2 separate regions of the Oryctolagus cuniculus genome follow, and region 2 is linked to region 1. A link is a contact called in public Hi-C data. All regions are on one chromosome and are shown on one strand. Each heading gives the region's core, a stretch centred on a gene start, on an enhancer-like site or on the middle of the called end of the contact. The rest is flanking DNA. Distances are from core to core; before and after follow the strand shown.

Region 1 (4,014 bases), core at 1,432-3,931:
AAGTTGGTAGAAAATATGATTAAAAGTTTATTTTGGTGCAAAAATTGAAACCCATGCATTTTAGTCATAATCCACATTTTTGGTGAATTCTCTGAAAACTCTTCACATGGATTTCAAAAAATTTTGCACCAAAATAAACTTAATAACCAACTTCCTGAAGACTCTTCCTTTTTTATTTAAAAAAAATTTTTTTGAAAGGCAGAGTTACAAATAGAGGTAGAGAAAGAGAGAGAGAGAGAGAGAGGTCTTCAAGCCCCTAGTTCACTCCCCAAATGCTATAACAACTGGGGTTGGACCAGGCTGAAGCTAGAAGCTGCTTCCGGGTCTCCCATGTGGGTGCAGGGGCCCAAGCACTTGGGCCATCCTCCACTGCTTTTCCAGGCACATTAGGAGGGAGCTAGATTGGAAGTGGAGCAGCTGGGACTTGAACTGGCGTCCATATGGGATGCCGGCACTGCAGGCTGGGGCTTTAACCCACTGTGCCCCAGCCGCAGCCCCTTGAAGGGCTCTGTTATGTGTTGGAATTAGAAGGCAAAGCCCCAATGGCTGCTGGCGATCATGGTAAGGATGCGATGCACTGACACGTGGGTCATTTGTACGTTCTCTGGGAGCCTCAGCGTGTGGATGAGGTGCTCCAGCCTTGGGCAGCGGTGATTCCTCCTGACTTCTGGACTGTTCTTCGTTCTCACAGGCCATTTTGAAAAAGATGGACGTTTTTGTTTTTTTGCCATGAAAAAGTAGAGCTGTAACTAACACCTTAAAATCTACCCCTTTGAAGTGTACGGTTCAGTGGTTTGTAGCATATTTATCATGCTGTTCGTTAATTTGAGAACATTTTCAGACCCGTTCCTCTGTCCCCTACACCCGGAAACCACCAGTCCGCTTGTCTCTATTCTGGACATTTAATATCAATGTGCTGACCCACGTGTGGCCTTGGTGTCTGGCTTCCACCATGTTGCATGTTCTGAAGACCTGTGTCGTAGCACATGTGTGTGGGGGGGGGCGTCATTCCTTTTCCTGCTTGTGTAATACTCGCTGGAATGTAGTCCCGCACAATCCACTGGTCCTTGGTGGACACTGGCATTGTGTCCGCTCTGTGGCTATTATGACAGGTGTTGAAGTGCACGTTGGCTTATCAGTTCCGTTCTCAGATGCCCGGGGTGTGGCCTGGTCGTGGGATGGCTGGGTCCTATGTCAACTTTGACCTTTGGAGGAGCTGTCAGGCTCCTTTCTGAAATAGCTGCCCCAGCGTCTCCTCCCACCAGCAGCTTCTCCACATCCTTACCGCACTTGCTGTGTCCAAAAGCTTATTTCTTTATTTGAAAGGCAGAGCGATGTTGGGGGGAAGATATCGTTTATCCACTGACTCACTCCCTACGTGGCCACAATGGACAGGGCTAGGCCAGGCCCACGTGGCTGCAATGGCCAGGGATGGGCCAGGCAGAAGCCAGGAGCTGTGCACTCCATCTGGGTCTCCCACGTGGGTGGCATGGGCACTTGGGCCATTTTCCGCTGCTTTCCCAGGGAGCTGGATCAGAAGTGGAGCAGCCGGGACTCATATGGCATGCTGGCGTTTCTGGCGGTAGCTTAACTCGCTGTGCCACTACGCTGGCCCTGTCTTTTATCGTAGCTCTTCTGTGTGGGACGTGGTGTTCCTTTGTGGGCTTGATTTACATTTTCCTAATGAGTTGATTGCTAAGGACAATCACTCACATGCATTTGGTATTTTTGTTTGTAGTTATTTTTCTTAAATGGATTTATTTTATTTATTTGAAAGGAGAGAAGGAGATCTTCCATCTGCGAGTTCACTTCTAAAATGGCCAAAACAGCTGAGGCTGGGCCAGGTGGAAGCCAGGAGCCTAGAACTGCATGCCAGTCTCTCCTGTGGGTGCAGGGACCCAAGCACTTGGGCCGTCTTCCACTGCTTTCCCAGGTGCATTAGCAGGGAGCTGGGTTGGAGGCAGAGCAGCCTGGACTTGAACCCGCGCTTCCATACAGGATCCAGTGCTGCAGGAGGTGGCTTAACCTGCTGCGCCACAACTCCAGCCCTTTGGTATTTTTCTTAACCACTGACCAAAGCGCGTTTTACAAGAACACCAGCCACCTCCACGCTTCCCTCCCCACCTTTAGAGGATGGCTCTGGAAATGTGCATATTCGGAGGCCGGGTTTGGAAATGGCTGATGTGTACAGTGACGCTACGCCTGAAGTCGGCAGGGGAGTGTGCATCCTGTGAAGACCCCAAGAGAATAATGGCGAGGAGCTGGGCCCAGTGCCCTGGACTTTCTACCTGTGCTTGCTCCACACCTCGCGGGATTGTGGCGACTAGAGGAGGAGACAGGTGGGGTGGCCCCGTGCCGGAGGCTGAGCCGGCCGAGCCCGCCTCGCCAGCCGCCGGCCCTTGCGCTTGCCCTGGGCACAGCCTCGGAGCCCTGCTTGGCTTGCTCACCGACATGGAGGCAGTGCTGGGGCAGCCAGGTTTGCCCCTCTGCCCCGGGAGGAGCTTCCCGGGGCCGGGCCGGGCGCGGCGCTCCGTGTGGCCGCTTGGGGGCGCCGCGGGCCCGCGTTTGCGCTCCGGGACCCGAGTGTCTGCAAAGCTGGCGCCCTAAGTCCCTGTTCTTCCCTCTCGGCGCGCCCCCTTGTGTTTAGGAAGGGACCGGGATCAAAGGAGTCAGAGCCGTTCTGAGCCTTCACTTCCTCCCCCCTGCTTTGAAAACCCTGCGACCCCTGCCCGGCGCTGCCCGACTCCCCCACCTGGGGTTCCTGCCACTGAAGGGGCTTATGCTTCCTGGTGAGAGTGGGTGTGCCGGAGGTGGCGTGGCCCGGCGTGTCATCACCCCTCACTCTTCCCCCAGGCCGCAGGGGCCTCTTCCCTGGGGACCCTGGGCGGAGCAGCAACCTCACCCCCACCCCACCCCCATTCAGTTCTGAGCCAGGCCCTGTCAGCTGGCAGGAAGCCTGCTGTGAACTTAATGTGTTTTAAATTAAAGCCATTTGTTTTATTTATTAGGGTGATTACTGCTAAGCAGCCTGATTAAGCCATGCTCTGGAGGTGTCCAGGACTATGCAGGTCTGGCCCAGGCTGGAGAACAGGTGCTCCTCCTCCCCCTTGCCCTGCGTCCCACGACTGGGGAAGCGCCCTGCTCCTCACTGGGGCTCACGCCTGCCAGGGAGATACCTCAGACCTGGGTGTAGTGGGTGTAACCCACCGAGCCCTGCCCAGCACAGGGAGCCCAGCGGAGGGGTTGGGCACCCGGACCCTCTGAGTCCAGTTCTGGGAAACACCTTGTACTCTCCAGCCAGTGGAGGGTGCTGCCAGCTTGCGTTCTGCCGGCCTTATTTCAGGGTGTCCTGTTGTGCTGATGGTTCCTCCTCCACCCCCCCAAACCGCAGGGCTCTGCCCCCTGCCCTGCAGCGTTAGCAGGGCGTGGTGAGCTCTGGGCCCTGCTCTGGGTCTCCCCCCTCGGCGGAGCCCAGCCTGGGTGCTGGGGCAGGTCCCTTAGTGTCCCAGAGTCCCTGTGCTTTGCGGCGCCTGAGGGGCCCTGGAGGGTCTCGTGTTTTCTGCGCGATGGAATCTCCTCTGTGAAGTTTCCGTCGTTTCTAGAAAGCTCTAATTGTTGCAGTGAGTGAACCCGGAGCACGTCTGATGTTCTGTTTACCTCTTCTTTATCGTTTTTGATTTGTTTCTTGGTCTAATTGCTCACACAGGTTGTTTGTACTCTTTTTGACCTTGGGGCAAATGACAAAAACTGCAAAGGATTTAAAGAAGGGCAGGCCATCATAGTCAGCCTCCGTGGGGTCCCTGTGGCTCAGTACTGAATGCTGAGAGGTGTCCAGAGGGCGGGTCACCGCGGCAGGCCAAGGCTGAGCTCCTGAGACCTGCCCAGGGTGGTGGTCTGCGGGGCTGCTCTGGCAGGTGGTCAGCTGGAGCAGTCCTGCTTGAAAAGCCGGTGCAGGATCAGGCGTGGTGTGAGCTTTGCTGGGGTCCTCGGGCCCCCTGCTGTCGGGCAGGGGAT
Region 2 (4,182 bases), core at 1,454-3,953, 250 kb after region 1:
TATGAGTGGCTTTGAAAAAGTTCACAGAAAATACATATCACGAGAAAACCACACGTGGATTTCAAAATTTTTATGCTTCGAAATACATTTGCCTTTTAATCCATTTTTCCACAAATATTTTGAAGTATCCTTGTCGGTTCTTATTTTTAAGCCAATGTGTGTCAGGGTCTTCAATTATTTGCAGCCAAGAAAAAAAAATCCAAATTATGTATCCTGCCAATATACAAGCTACACGAGTAGGCAGGAAAGCACTGGTTTTTCAAAAATTACAAGGAACTGTTGATCTGTAGTCTTCTAAAATAAAGCAAGCAAGTTCAAGAGTGAGTTTCATATAAAGAGGCATGCAGTAGCAACCAGGTTGTGTGCAGGTCACTTATTGAATACGTATTTATCCCATTGTTCAGGGTCTCCTACCCATCAAACAAAATTATGGCTGTCCCCCGTGTACTCGAGTACTGGTGAATATACAATAAAGTGGAAAATGAATTGCAGTGAAGCAAAGCTTCTGGAGTAATTGGAATCAATGGGTCCAGTATTTTTAATTGCTCATATCAGTTCTTTCGAGGCCTTCTTTGAAGAGGACCTTTCTGTAGATTGCTCTAAAATTGTTATTTTAATTTTGATGGGTTATGAATTATAACCTAAAAGAGACATTTTTTCCTCTCCTAAAATAAGCTTTAGCAGAAAATATCTGAGGCAGACATGGTGTTGTTTGGGCCAAAAATCAACTGAACAAATGTTTTACTGCTAGCACCGTGCCCACTGTGCAAGGGTTGAGGGTTCAGGGACCGAGAGGGTGGGTTCGAGTCCTGACTTCCCTCACCAGCTTTGTGGCTGCAGGTAGGTTCCGTAAGCTCTCTGTGCCTCTAACGAATGAGCTGAAAGATGAGGGTAATAAAACTAGCATCTACCACACAGCCTGATGGGGAGATGAGGTGAAGAAACAGGTGTTTAAGAAAAAGACTCAGGTGGGAGGGACGGTATGGAGGGGGAAGCCATTGTAACCCATGAGTCATACTTTGGAAATTTATATTCATTAAATAAAAGATAAAAAAAAAAAAAAAGACTCAGAAGAGTGGCCGTGTCTTAGTCCACTTCCCCTTGCCGTGACAATGAACCCGCGGCCGGGAACTGTGTAAGGGGAGGAGGTTATCCAGCTCCCTGCTTGGGAGGCTGAAAGTTCAAGACCTGGCGGCCCCTCTGTTTGAACCCTGGCAAGGACACTGTTGGCTGCATCACCGGGTGGGGCAGACACAGGAAGGGAAACTGCTCTGTGCAGGAGAGGCCAAGTGGGTGGGGCAGCCTCCCTCTCCCCCGGCGGCCCGCTCACACCAGGACCCGCGGTCATCTTTTCCAAGGGTGGAGCCCCAGTGCCCTATTTACCTTCTCCCTGGGCCCCACGGCCTGGCCTCGAGGCCCCACCAATGCAACGCTGCCACGCTGGGGACCAAGCTTCCTGCAGGGGAACGCTGCGGGACGCAGTCAAACCATACCCAGCCCGGCAAGTCGCGGGTGCTCAAAATACAGGCACTGGCTGCTGCTGGCGTCGGGACTGTGCCGTTGGACACTGACGGAGCACTCAGAGTCGGGCTCGCAGCTGCATGGGTCAAGGACAGCGGGAGGGACCTGGCTGCCCAGATGGCCTGTGCTTCCCACTCCTCCCGCCCCTCCGCTTGGGGGTTTCCTCCCCCTGCCTCTCTCATCCTCCCCACATCTACCCCTAGACAAATGGACACAACTTCCATCCCAGGGCCCCTCCCGGCTCTGAGCCACCCCCTGCTCCTCCCAAGAAGCGCAACTCAGCTCCACTTCTCTGCACGGCCCTTTTGTTTCCAAAGTCACTCACGCAGCCCCGGACACGGGGGTCGGAAGGAAACAGGACTTGTCTTAGGGAGCATCGGGATCCCTGGAGGGCCCAGAAGTCCTTGACGTCCTCTTCAAGGGGTCACTTTCATCCCTGGAACTGGGGGGGGGGGTGGTCCCAAGGAGGTGAGACACACACATACCAAGAACCACCACTGGCTTAGAAACAAGGGCCCTGTGAAAGTGGAGGTGAGCACACAGGAAAGAGTGTTTCCTTCTCTTTCTTTTCTAGTTAATTAATTTACTTGAAAGGCAGAGATGGAGAGAGAGAGAGAGAGAGAGAGAGAGGGAGAGAGAGAGAGAGAATCTATCTGTTGCTCATTCCCCCAAATGGCCATAACAGCCAGGGCTAGGCCAGGCTGAAGCCAGGAGCCAGGAGCTTCTTCTGGGTCTCCCATGCGGGTGCAGGGGCCCAAGGACTTTGGCCATCTTCTACTGCTTTCCCAGGTACATTAGCAGGGAGCTGGATTGGAAGAGGAGCAGCCAGGACTGGAACTGGCACTCATGTGACAGCCTCCTGCACCCCACCACCAGTCCCAGGAGAGAGAATTTCTGAGTCCTCAGTCAAGCGGATGACATCGGTGCCACGTCCAAAGACGAGGGCCTCCGCCAAGCGGGAGGAGGCGCAGGAAGGGCAGAGGGAGGCACGGCCGAGCTACAGGGTCCTTTCTTTTCCAGAAAAGGACACAGCTGATGGGCCCTGGGCTGTGCCAGCTGTGGCCGCTCCTTCGTGGTGCTGCTTATCCATTTATCCACGTCTGGGCTCTGCCCACGTCTTGATTTCGCCTGGGGCTGCTGTAGCTCAGGCCTCCTCCTCTCAGGTTCTGAGGGAAGAGCCCTGTTGTGCTGCTCCCGTGGGTGCAGGTGCATCACCAGGATGTGCAGACTCCGTGAGCATGCCTGCCCCAGGGCTCATCCCATCCCTAGGAAGGAGAAAGGGCAGTGGGCTTCGGCGGGGTGCCTCTCTGTGCGGGTGCTGGCTGGGCCCTTCCCCCAGACTCCCTATTATGATCCCCCACCTCCCAAGGAGGCCTGCCCATGGCCACTGCTCTTTCTTTCCTCCTCGGTGTTAACCCTGCCACTCCTGAAGGGGACAGCCACCAGAGCCTGCAGGTCCTGCCTGTGTGCTGAGCTGTGACAATTCCTGGACCCCTGTCCCCCACGGGAGCTGGCCATTTCAGGAGTCCAGTGAGCCGCTTCCTGAGGATGTACTGTGGTGACTCATGACCAACCCCCAGGGGAGAACAAACCGGCATCTCCTCGCCAAAACCGAACAATAGCGGCAACATTGGCGTGATCTCCTAGGAGTGACGGACGTCACGGGCTCCGGGGGAAGAGGCGGCGTCCCACTCAGCTGCGTCCTCCACCAGGCCACCCTTCCTCCAGGTGGGTGGCAGGGGCGCAGGACGGGCGGAGGTGTGGGTGAGAGGTGATACCACCTCTCACCATCAGAAGTGTTTAAAGGATGCTGTAGGGTGCCTGATAAAGGGCCCTCGGGGTTCGGAGTCTGTGACCTCTGAGTGTCCTAGCAGCCCGAGGCCCCTGAGTTCTGAGCGTTGCAGAGCCCCTGTGCTACCCTGGAGTGTTTCTGCTCATGTAGCAGGAGCTGACCTTGGAAATTAAAACCATGGAGCCCTAAGAGGAGAGGTCATTCTTCCAGGCTGTTTCCAGCAGCTGTAGTCAAGGCTGCCCTTGGTAGGTGAGACAGACTTGGCCCCAACCTGACGCAGCTCACGGCTGAACACGCGAAAAGGCTTTCCGGGGACTCTGCAATATTTCCCTTTTTTTTTTTTTTTTTTTTTTTTTTTGACAGGCAGAGTGGATAGTGAGAGAGAGAGACAGAGAGAAAGGTCTTCCTTTGCCATTGGTGGCCGGTGCGCTGCGGCCGGTGCACCGCGCTGATCCGAAGGCAGGAGCCAGGTGCTTCTCCTGGTCTCCCATGGGGTGCAGGGCCCAAGCACTTGGGCCATCCTCCACTGCACTCCCGGGCCACAGCAGAGAGCTGGCCTGGAAGAGGGGCAACCGGGACAGAATCCGGTGCTCAGACCGGGACTAGAACCCGGTGTGCGGGTGCCGCAAGGCGGAGGATTAGCCTGTTGAGCCATGGCGTTGGCCAACTGCAATATTTCCATGAGCAGTGCTTCGCTGCCTGGTTCTCAGTGGAGCTGGCCTCCACAGGTGGCTGGACTTGAGCGAGCCTTGCCCAGCAACACGGGGGGATGGGGGGATGTGAGGATATGGTGACTAAAGGATGCCAGTTTCACTGCACCTGCTGCCTGCCCTCCCCCTGGCTTTTGCTCCATGAACACACAGCTCAGT

The links. Hi-C and Micro-C count contacts between places; a contact is called where the count stands out from the background.
Region 2: a Hi-C map of an unstated tissue shows a contact between it and region 1, with 4 times the contacts expected there. The contact joins two enhancer-like sites. A contact is called at or near these places in 2 of 6 Hi-C or Micro-C datasets (ear pinna and an unstated tissue).

What each region holds. Positions count from the first base shown.
Region 1 is chr4:84,322,925-84,326,938 of mOryCun1.1, forward strand. All of the region lies in intron 1 of XXYLT1 (xyloside xylosyltransferase 1), which reads left to right. Among named protein-coding and RNA genes, the nearest start is that of XXYLT1, 9.1 kb to the left of the region's middle. Within about 2 kb of position 2,682, at least 1 of the 8 cell types and tissues checked has an H3K27ac peak or open chromatin away from gene starts, as enhancers often do.
Region 2 is chr4:84,572,023-84,576,204 of mOryCun1.1, forward strand. No RefSeq gene overlaps it. Among named protein-coding and RNA genes, the nearest start is that of FAM43A, 170 kb to the right of the region's middle. Within about 2 kb of position 2,704, at least 2 of the 8 cell types and tissues checked have an H3K27ac peak or open chromatin away from gene starts, as enhancers often do.